Regions from separate parts of the Rattus norvegicus genome. Here region 1 is linked to region 2. The links are chromatin contacts, called in public Hi-C maps. All regions are on one chromosome and are shown on one strand. The core of a region is the stretch at or near the end of the contact, and the rest is flanking DNA. Distances in the headings are between cores, read along the strand shown.

What was found. Hi-C and Micro-C count contacts between places; a contact is called where the count stands out from the background.
Region 1: a contact with region 2 is called in a Hi-C map of liver, with 2.0 times the contacts expected there. The contact joins the enhancer-like site here to the promoter of Plg in region 2. A contact is called at or near these places in 5 of 12 Hi-C or Micro-C datasets (frontal cortex, kidney, liver and 2 more).

What each region holds. Positions count from the first base shown.
Region 1 is chr1:51,031,175-51,036,470 of GRCr8, forward strand. Map3k4 (mitogen activated protein kinase kinase kinase 4) reads left to right here. Exons shown (of 27, transcript NM_001401453.2): 4 at 1,267-1,509; 5 at 3,876-4,022. Among named protein-coding and RNA genes, the nearest start is that of Map3k4, 54 kb to the left of the region's middle. Within about 2 kb of position 1,432, at least 7 of the 93 cell types and tissues checked have an H3K27ac peak or open chromatin away from gene starts, as enhancers often do. A contact at or near this core is called in liver, where this site is marked.
Region 2 is chr1:50,912,537-50,917,945 of GRCr8, forward strand. It overlaps Plg (plasminogen), which reads right to left and starts at 2,870. Exons shown (of 19, transcript NM_053491.2): 1 at 2,785-2,870. The coding sequence starts at 2,833. It also overlaps the pseudogene Dut-ps.

The DNA.
Region 1 (5,296 bases), core at 182-2,681, 120 kb after region 2:
AGAGAAAAAATGTGTGTGTGTGTGTGTGTGTGTGTGTGTGTGTGTGTGTGTAGGCAAACATGTCGTACCTAAGCTCCAATCCCCTGTCCAAGTCTCGTTTTTAAAATAAAGAAACAGCCTGAGGACTACTAGATGCTTCCAGAACCACATAGCTAATTAAATGACCCGAAGCCAGGCTTTCTGACTTTTGAGCATTGACTTTTCCCCCGTCATTGAGCTATATATTTCTATGACAACAATCAAAATGAACTCAAGGGATAGTGTGCATGGCATGCTATAGGGTGAAATAAGTCCTTAGAAAGGTATCACAGGCTGAGTCTTGGGAATTAGGCTGAGTTAGGAAAAGTAAAGGAGCAAGCAGCCTACGCCAGGGTCAGCACGTGGAGTCATGTGAGGGCCAGAGCAGTCTGTGTCAGAGCAATGCAGAGAGATGAGGACACTCAGGAGGGTGGGAGCTAGGCCAAGGTGGCCCTGAAAGGGTCAGGGAGTCTGCCTGTAGCAAACATCGATTCCCCGTAGGTGCTGGCTAAGGCTACAGTTTAGATATCAGACTGTGAGTCCTCTGAATGTGTAAAAGATGTGGAGAACAGTAAAGAGTCCCCTATGTAACCAAAGGTGACCAAAGATGCCACAGACACAGAACAAGCTACAGTTGGAGATGCAGAAAGTTGAGGCTTTCAAACTTTGATGATCTCACTTAGAAAAAGGTCAAGGTTTTTAATGCTGCTGCTGCTGGTGGTGGTGGTGATAGTGGTGTCAGAGGCTTAAGAATGAGGGGAGAAAGCTCCAGACCTCCTGCTTTCTGGGGAAAAGTGTAACAGTTTGAGTGGGGACACAGCTGAAGGAGGAGTGGGTAAGGACACTGTGGGCCTCCTGGACAGCATGAGGTGACATGTGACTGAGGGCAGCTGGGGGTGGGGAGGAGCTGGCTTCTGCAACACCAGGAAGTGTGACTCCACATGGATGCAAGGTTGGCTGAACTCTGACTTTTATTCTCACACAGACAGCTATTTAGGAGTTTTGTAATCTTTTTTCTTGTAATTTCAGCAACTCATTGATTTCTCAGTCCAGATGTAATTGTAGGTAGCACTGTGTGTAACGAGTCACTGGGGCTGGGGCTCTGTGTATGTGTTGAATTGTTGGCCGTCCTTTTTATTTGGAATGAGAATTGTGTAGATATGTCAGCAGGTTGTAGCAAAACTTATAAGCACAGCTTCAGGCCACGTCCCCTGCACAGCTTTAATGTGTCCTGAACTTTTGCCGCAGTTCTCTGACTTTCCAGGTCCCATGTGGGGCTCGGATTATGTGCAGTTGTCGGGGACGCCTCCTTCCTCGGAGCAGAAGTGCAGTGCTGTGTCCTGGGAAGAGCTGAGGGCCATGGACCTGCCCTCCTTTGAGCCCGCCTTCCTGGTGCTCTGCCGGGTCCTGCTGAACGTGATCCATGAGTGCCTGAAGCTGCGGCTGGAACAGAGGCCGGCCGGGGAGCCTTCCCTCTTGAGTATCAAGCAGGTTTGTGTCTAACACTGCTTACACAAGCAGTCGTGGCCACATTGCTACGGCCTTCCTTTTCAGGATTTCCTCCCTCAGTAATTGTAAACAGTGAAAAGAACACGTCTTAGTGTTTGTTTTTACTACCCTCTTGGGGGCAATCTAAAGTGTTCTTCACCTGTAGTCCCCAAAGATACGCGTGTGTTTCAGCTTCTTTACCACTCACTTCTTCCCGAGAGGTATGAAAACAGACTTACCACATGACTCTGTCAGCTCTGTCTGTGAATCTTAATGACTGACAACAAAATTCCTTTTTTAAAAAGTTACTTATTCTTGGTGATACTAGAGATCCAATCTTGTACATGCTGGGTGGCGGGTGACAATGTCATGGAGTCCATCCTTGAAGACAGCTTAAGTCTTTATTGTGTTGGAGGTGGGTGTAGGTAGGGAAATGTCTTAGAGTATGCTAGGAGAACGCTTTGGACTTTGTGCTTGCTTAAGCAGCCATGCAGATTGAATAGTAGGGTCCACTGATCCTTCTGAGCCATGAGTGTCAGGCGGGGCCTTCATTGTATGGGGCTGTGCTTCAGAGCAGCCTGGGGGGCGGGGGGACTGGGAGTGGTTTCCATGAGCAGGGAAAGCCAGGGAGCGTCTTTCAGGCTCTGCGAATCACAGGTCAGTGCAGTTGAAGAGACACAGGTGAGTCAGGTCACACAGCAGGTCCAGATAGAACACGTGTTTGCTTGTTTGGTCAAGTGTAGACCGATGAGGTCATTTGGAAGTAGGCTTCTTGTCACTTGTCACTTGCCACTCCAGTTGACACTGCACCAGGCAGAGCTGTTTGCACGTTAGCCTCACTGCCTGCACACGGCTCAGGTTTGTCATTGTCTTTCTGGTCCGCCTGGCCATAGCTCTGTCTTTCTGGTCCACCTGGCCATAGCTCTGTCTTGTTCTCTGGGTTGCAGCAGGTAGCTGAGCCTTGCTCGTCAAATACCTGTCTCAGTTCCTCATGAGATACAACCCTGTGAGACAGGGTGGAGTTGGCTTCACCATGGGGCCCTTGTACAGCTAAATAGCAATTAATGTTAGAGCACGTCGAACAGTGACAACGGAACTAGGATTGTTGTAGTATTTCAGAGAAAAAAGAGAACAGACGTTTTCTGTTACAAAAATTCAAGGATCGGGAGTAAATACCTAGATGGCATTTAATATGAAAAAGTAGATGCAGACACTTTTAGAAGATCTGGCTTGTAGCTATAGTTCTTATTCCATGAGTAATTATTTGAGAAACATTTAAGGGCTTTTATCTACAGAAGCAGTCTTATTCCTTGTTTTATACATATCGAAAGCATAGACAGTGACAGGAGTTAATCCCCTGTTCTCCTGGCGCTCAGTAGATGAGCACAAAGCATGTATGCTTCCGTCCTGTTGTCCTCCCTGCACACATGCACTTCCTGTACACACAAACAAGATTGTGTGTTGGGGTTTGTTTGTACTGTGTGTGTTCATGCATGCACATGTAATTCTCTAAAGACTCTAGCAAAGCAAGACTTTAAATGGCCACCGTGCTCTGCAGGGGTCAGCGTATGCACACACGCTGTGGGGGAGTATAGGTGCCTCCCTGACTAGTTCCTGGCTGCACGTGTGGTAGCAAGCAGTAAGCCTGAGAGGCACGGCCTTTGTGTCCTAGCCACCGCCCTGGAACTGCACTGTGCCTGTGGCCTCTGAAACCAAGTGCATCTGTGGGTCTGCCTGCCTCAGTCCCTGGCCTGTGGTTGGAGAGCACTGTCTCCCAGCTCTGATTGTGGGAGGGGCTCCTGGGGCTGCCTCATCTAGGCTTTTGTCCTCCACACATCACCTGCTACACTGGAATATTGCCGTTTTGCCATCCTTCTCTGTCTTCCTTGAGACACCTGACTTCACCAGATTAAGTTTAGAGTTGGCTTGGTTTGCAGCTTTTGGTAGTAGATGAAGCACATCAAGCAGTAGGTAACTATGTTACATTACTCAGAAGCCACCATTTCCTCTATATGTTATTTAAACTTTGGGTCTGGTTAAAATTCCCATTTCATGATATATTTTTGCTCTTCTGCCTCTTGTCTTAAACTACACCTTGGTAAAAGTGGTCTTATTAAAAGAAATTCATTTCAGTATGAGTGGACTTGGTAGGATGTATCTGGTGGAGCAGTGGTTGCTCTGTGATGTATCTCTGTGTTACAGATGGCTGACCTATTGCCCACAACAGGCTTCTGGAGTCAGAAACCATTTCAGGTTCCTCAGAGGCAGGGTCCCTCTGGGGCTTCTGGGGCTAATTTGTGAGGACTGGCAGCCTGCGTGGCCAGGGCATATGGGTGACAGCTGTGTCGATGGCATGTGCTCTTTTGCAGCTTGTGCGAGAGTGTAAAGAGGTGCTGAAGGGCGGGCTCCTGATGAAGCAGTATTACCAGTTCATGCTGCAGGAGGTCCTGGACGGCTTGGAGAAGACCGACTGCAACATGGATGCTTTCGAGGATGACCTGCAGAAGATGCTGATGGTAGGGGGTGGGCAGAAGATGCTGATGGTAGGAGGGTGGGCAGAAGATGCTGATGGTAGGAGGGTGGGCAGAAGATGCTGATAGTAGGAGGGTGGGCAGAAGATGCTGATGGTAGGGGGTGGGCAGAAGATGCTGATGGTAGGGGGTGGGCAGAAGATGCTGATGGTAGGGGGTGGGCAGAAGATGCTGATGGTAGGGGGTGGGCAGAAGATGCTGATGGTAGGAGGGTGGGCAGAAGATGCTGATAGTAGGAGGGGTGGGCAGAAGATGCTGATGGTAGGAGGGTGGGCAGAAGATGATGATGGTAGGAGGGTGGGCAGAAGATGCTGATAGTAGGGGGTGGGCAGAAGATGCTGATGGTAGGAGGGTGGGCAGGAGATGCTGATGGTAGGAGGGTGGGCAGAAGATGCTGATAGTAGGAGGGTGGGCAGAAGATGCTGATAGTAGGAGGGTGGGCAGAAGATGCTGATGGTAGGGGGTGGGCAGAAGATGCTGATGGTAGGGGGTGGGCAGAAGATGCTGATGGTAGGGGGTGGGCAGAAGATGCTGATGGTAGGAGGGTGGGCAGAAGATGCTGATAGTAGGAGGGTGGGCAGAAGATGCTGATGGGGAGGGGTGGGCAGAAGATGCTGATAGTAGGAGGGTGGGCAGAAGATGCTGATGGTAGGAGGGTGGGCAGAAGATGCTGATGGTAGGAGGGTGGGCAGAAGATGCTGATGGGGAGGGGTGGGCAGAAGATGCTAATGGTAGGAGGGTGGGCAGAAGATGCTGATGGGGAGGGGTGGGCAGAAGATGGGCAGAAGATGCTGATGGTAGGGTGTGGCCTTTCTGGGTCTGCATGCTGTTAACCATCACACACCCCTAACTGACAGAGAAGTCAAGGTGGGAATTGAAGAATAATAAAGCTGTTGTAGCACTTGTAGTGGAGATCGTCTCAACCTTAGATCATCTGGATATTCTGCCCCTATTTCATAATAAGTCTAGAAAAATTCATGTCACAAATCTGGGCGTCAGGAAGGGTTGGTGGGATATGTGCTGATAACCCACTCCAGCTAAAATAAGCAACCAAACAAAATAAGACATTAGTGTCCCAGAGGAGCCATGTCTCTTTTCATGATGAAAGTTTTTATGTGCTTTTTTATTTTTTGACATTAGTATGCTTTCCTATATTTTGCGATGATTTCAGTTACTCCACAGGAATGTGTTGTTGTGGAAAATTCACACAGTTGAAGAGCCCTCACTTAGATGTCAGCGGGCTCTGGTGCAGTCCTGTT
Region 2 (5,409 bases), core at 1,620-4,119:
ATAAATCTTTTAAGGAGGAAGAGGAGGAGGAGGCAGAGAAGGAAGAAGAAGAAGAAGAAGAAGAAGAAGAAGAAGAAGAAGAAGAAGAAGAAGAAGAAGAAGAAGAAGAAGAAGAAGAAGAAGAAGAAGAAGAAGAAATCCTTATTCAGATCATCAGTTCCAGTAGGTTATAATAGATTGAAAGCACAGTTAGACTGGAAGATTGGTAACGGAGGCCCATGTAACCACCTCTCAGAACTCTACCAAACTTTAAAGAGTAAATTATACCACTCAGTGTTGTTTGCCCCGTGATAAGCCAGTGAGGCCCCAGCAATGAAATTTGATTTTCATTTGATCTTCAGGAGAGAGAGTGGCATGAGGAGGCTGTTGATCAACTGCCAGTGATGTATGCTTTTCAATGACATATGACTTTTATTCTTGATGATGAAAGTATCTGGCATTTCAGAGGAAGTCATTAAAAAGTAGAGCCTGATACAGATACTGGCTTCACTGTTGTTGTTGTAGTTGTTGTTGTTGTTGTTGTTGTAGTTGTTGTTGTTGTTGTTGTTGTGGCAAAGTCTTTCTAAGGAGCCCTACTTGGCCTAGCACTCAAGCCATCCTCCTGCTTCAGCCTCCCAAGTACAGAATTACACAGGTGTGCTACCATGCATGGCCTGCCTCTGATTTTTGTGAGATGCATTCTAAGACAAAGTCCCTTGCTTTCTCCCTTGTCCCCATAGAAGTGGTCACAGCTGCCGGGTGTCCCCTGGGCTAAGGAGCTACAATGCTGGCTTAAGCTCAGATGACTCTGCTCTGAGCCTGAGTCCCCACTACTACATTTTTGTGTGCGTGTAAATGCTCACGATTTCCATAGAGGTTAGGGGACAAAGAGGTTAACGAACACAGCAAAGTCTTCATGGAATTAGGCAACATAGCAACCTTGACCTCTGGAGGGAAAGCAAAGCCAGATCCAGCAAGTTAACAAATGACCAGGATCGGAAGCAGGGAAACTTGAGAAGACAGTTGGTAAATACAGACTCCTCTTTGAAAGTCTACCCTCTCTGGTGACTTCAGCCTTCCTCAGTGCTCCAAACTGGAAGGCTGGGTAGGAAGTGGAAAGTCGGCCAATGCCTTTTCTGTCATCAGAGTTGATGTGGGTGTAAGAGATTATGGAGAAATGGAACATTTTAGGCTTGTGTTCTATTCAATTCAAACTCTCACTTTGAGAAGACTCAAGTTTTGGGAATCTGTAGAGCTGTATGTGATTTGGAAGACTCACGGCCACTCTGCACCGTGTGTCTACACAGAGTTGGGTTAGCGCTGCAGAGAGTTCTTGGGAGTGGCCGAGGAAGGTTTCAGATGACGATGGAGAGGAGAGCCCTCTGTCTGGATCTCCAGCTTTGGTCATGTTTAATGGTACACAGCCACCCAAGGAGGGGCTGCCATTCCCAATAAAATTTCCCCAAGGATGATTGACTCTTCTCTTTTGTATTTGAAAATTTTCTCCAAGTCTTTATCTCTTCTATTTACCTCCAGGGCTCTTGTAGAAATAAGGTTTACTATAGTATATTGATAAGGAGACTTGAAACAAATCCTTTAGTAGAAAAATTATTTCTATTTCTCTGTTAGAGATGAAATATAGATGTGTATAATCATCAAAGCAAAGACACTTTTTCCATCACTGTGGTGTGTGTGTGTGTGTGTGTGTGTGTGTGTGTGTGTGTGTGTGGTGTGTGTATATATGTGGGTGTGTGCACTTGAGTGTGTAAAATTAAATCTCTGCTGAGCTTGAGGGATGATACTTTTTGTCCTAACACTTGGGAAGCAGATGTAGTCCTCTGAGAATTAAAGGCTAGCCTGGTCTACATAGCAAGTTTTAGACTAGCCAGGACTACATAATATGACTTTGTCTTTTAAAAAAATTAGTAGTTTGTACACAGCTGTGGAAGAAGCTTTCTTACCCTCTCGCTGGCTATCTCTATGCAATAGGAAAATGAAAGTCAAGCCATTTCTGCAGATAATGACAGTAAGTGCTTTGACAAAGACCTTATGACACCCCCCCCCGCATTGGCAGAGACACACGTTAGTCCTGCTGCAGGGGAGTTGCTTCTAACATTTCGGTGTGACCCCTAAGCTTGTAGTGTCCCAGTGCTAATTTCTATGGGCCGAAGTAGGACACACACACACACACACACACACACACACACACACACACACACACACAATGTGTCTAGCACCCTTGACCTCTGAAGAATAGGTATTTGTTTAATTACTGCATACATATGTCACTTTGAAATTGACCCGTGAGACTCATGGAAGCCTCAGACCCATGCAAACCCTTCCTTCAACCAAGCAGAAAATCCCAATGGGAACAAGATGGATCAACAAAAGCTTCTAGTGAGTCACACTGAAAATGAGGCAAAGAGGTAGGCCATCTAACCCCAGTAACTACCGCCACCAGGAACTGAACCCAGGGTTTCAATTATGCTGGCCAACTGCTCTACCATTGAGCCACATCCCCCTCTAACTAGAGTCCTTAGTCATACCCTGCTGCAGTGCCAAAATCCCCCATCAATTAGGTTTGCAAAGCCACTGGTGGCTTGTCCTACCTGTTCATCCGTACCCAAACACTATTCACAGGGAAACTGAGTTTATGTCAAACTCCTCAGTCTGAGACTTTGAACTGAAAGTCCCGTAAACTGATAGCTCATTTAAATGAACTGCCCACGAAGACACAGCAGATCTATTTTTAATAGATGGCTAGAATTTTAAAAAGCTGAAGGAAAACCGTGCATCAGGTCTTACCTGGTTTCAGAAACAAGAGAAACAGAAGGATTATTTCCTTATGGTCCATGTTGGGACTGGCCAACAGCACCTGGACAACTGTGTCCCAGTCCCAGGTGTTGACTTAAAGGGGAGCAAAGGCATCCGCAAGCAAGGTAGTCTGATGAGGTTAATCATTGTCTGGGCCCCCTGCCACCATACACAGAAGGAGCAAACATTACCTCGAACAGGGAGCTTACAAAATGTTTGAGCAGAGCCTGCAGTAGATGCTGGAAGTGATGGCAGTGGCCCTCCCCACTGGGCCCTCCTTCCTCCTCCCTCCTCCCTTTCCCCTAGGCCACCATGTTCCCAGTCTCCTCTCATTTCTTTCTCTCTTCTTCCACTTGCTGAGTGACTCCCATATGCCAGATACTGCCAAGTGGTCCACACTCAGCCTCGTTTGTCCTTCCTGGCAATTGGTTGTACACTGTTCTCATTTTCAGAAGAGGGGCCCGGGGTACCACGTGATGGCTCAGTGTATGTATTGCGTAATGCGTACGAGCTTGTTTTTCATTCTCTATGTCGCGAGTAGCAGTTGGTCTCGGTTTGGTTTGGCTTTGGTGATCCCTCAGCTCCATTCCAGCCTTGGTGTTGACTAAGCAGTTTGATTAAGTCGTATCATTTTTACAATGCTGTCATATGTGGGTTGCTTTCAAACTTAGGCACGACATAGCCTCTGTCCTGGTGTGTTTTAGTCCTTGACCGGCCTGTATAGTGAGACTCGGCATTGCCAGACTAGAGCCACACCATGGAGAGGCACTGCTAGCCTGCTGTGCAGTGTTGAAATCAGTTTGAGGGCTGGAGAGAGAACTCAGTGGTTAGAAGCACTTACTGCTGCTCCAGAGAACCTGAGTTCAGGTCCCAGCACCCACATCAGACAGCCCACAGCCACTTGTAACTCAAGCTCCAGGGGATCTAATGTCCTCTTCCAGCCTTTGAGGACACACACACATGTATTTATGTATGTGTGCATATATAGGTATATACATATGTATGTGTATATGTATGTGTATACATGTACATGTATATGCATATACCTATAAATGCATATCTGTATGTTATATGCATGTACATACATATATATGTATTTTACATATGTATGTATATATATATGTATAAATTATCTTCCACTTCCCAGTCTTTTCTTTTTTTTTTTCTTTTTTCTTTTTTGCTAAAGACTTCGGACTTTATTGGATAAAAAAAAATTACAAATAATATAGCAATTAGAGCAAAATCAGTTCTTATAGGACTATAATTTAAATACAACACCAAATTTAAAAAAATATCTAATAACCAAGTCTGCATGTCAATGCCATTCTCACGATACAGATTTACAGGCAACCATCAACTAGAGAACAGAGCAGTTCCACCGTGATAGGTATCCTTTCCTACATCCTAGAACACAAAATGCTTCTGAAATTAAAGCTCGTTTACAGTGTTCAAACAGCAAAGTACTTCAAGCAAAGTTTTAATTCTTTCCCGTGGAGCCGAAGCCTCCTGAGCCTCTCTCAGTGTTATCCAGTGTTTGCACCTCCTCTAAGTCTGGATAAAGAATCCGCTCCCAAATGAGCTGCGCGATCCGGTCACCTTTTTTCACCTCGAACTTCTCTTTTCCAAAATTGAACAGCACGACGCCGACATTTCCTCTATAATCTTCGTCTATGACACCGGCTCCTACATCTATGAAGTGCTTTACAGCCAAGCCAGAACGTGGAGCCACTCTTCCGTAGCACCCAGAAGGAACAGCTATCTGAATGTCTGTCTTCACAAGGGCTTTCTCCATGGATGGAATTGTATAATCATAGGCATAGGCCCTGACTCCATGCTAGGCACACATCTAACCTGCTAACGTTTCTCTTGAGGAGGGTGAACCAGCGCACGCTCCGGGTCCGGTCCGCGCGCTCCAGGTCCGGACTCCTCTGCTTCCGCCGCAGCTTAGGCTTTGCGCGGACGAGAGCGTAAGCGAGCGGAGCAGAGAAGGTTGGAGTCGGCTGCGCAGCAGCGCGCACAAGAGCGGCATGGCGCTGGAGGCCCCGCAGGCCTTGAGGCCGCTGCCCCCCAGTCTTTTCTTAATATCCTTTCCAGTGTGTATATTTCCTCTATATGAACTCACAGTATCATGGTAACACCCTCATGCTTGGCACAAAGCAAAAGTGGATAGATTCAGTTGCAAGAATATCTTTTCGTTTATTTTTGTTGCTTTGAGATAGTCTCCTACTATAGCCTGAGCTAGCCTGGAGCTCACAGTGATCCTCCTGTCTCTGCTGCCTGAGTGCTAAGACCATAGGTGCGTGTCACTCTCTTCCAGCCATCTCAACTTTAATGGTAGAGTCTGGATGTTTTCCCGGCTGGAGGCCAAAATGCTTTAAAACCTCCTGTGTTATATTTGAAAATATTTAGAATTAGACTCCGCTCCATTGGTGTGGCGTAGGGACAAAGCAACTCTGTTCTTTCCTGGTTACGAACTCCTTCCCATGACAACTAGTTACAGGATTAGGTGCCAGGATATCTCAGGTAGAACCTTGTATAGAATCCCATGAGAATAAGGCCCATGCAGGAAAACCTCGAAGACAAACCAGGAAAGTGAGAGGCAGGCAGTAGATCATG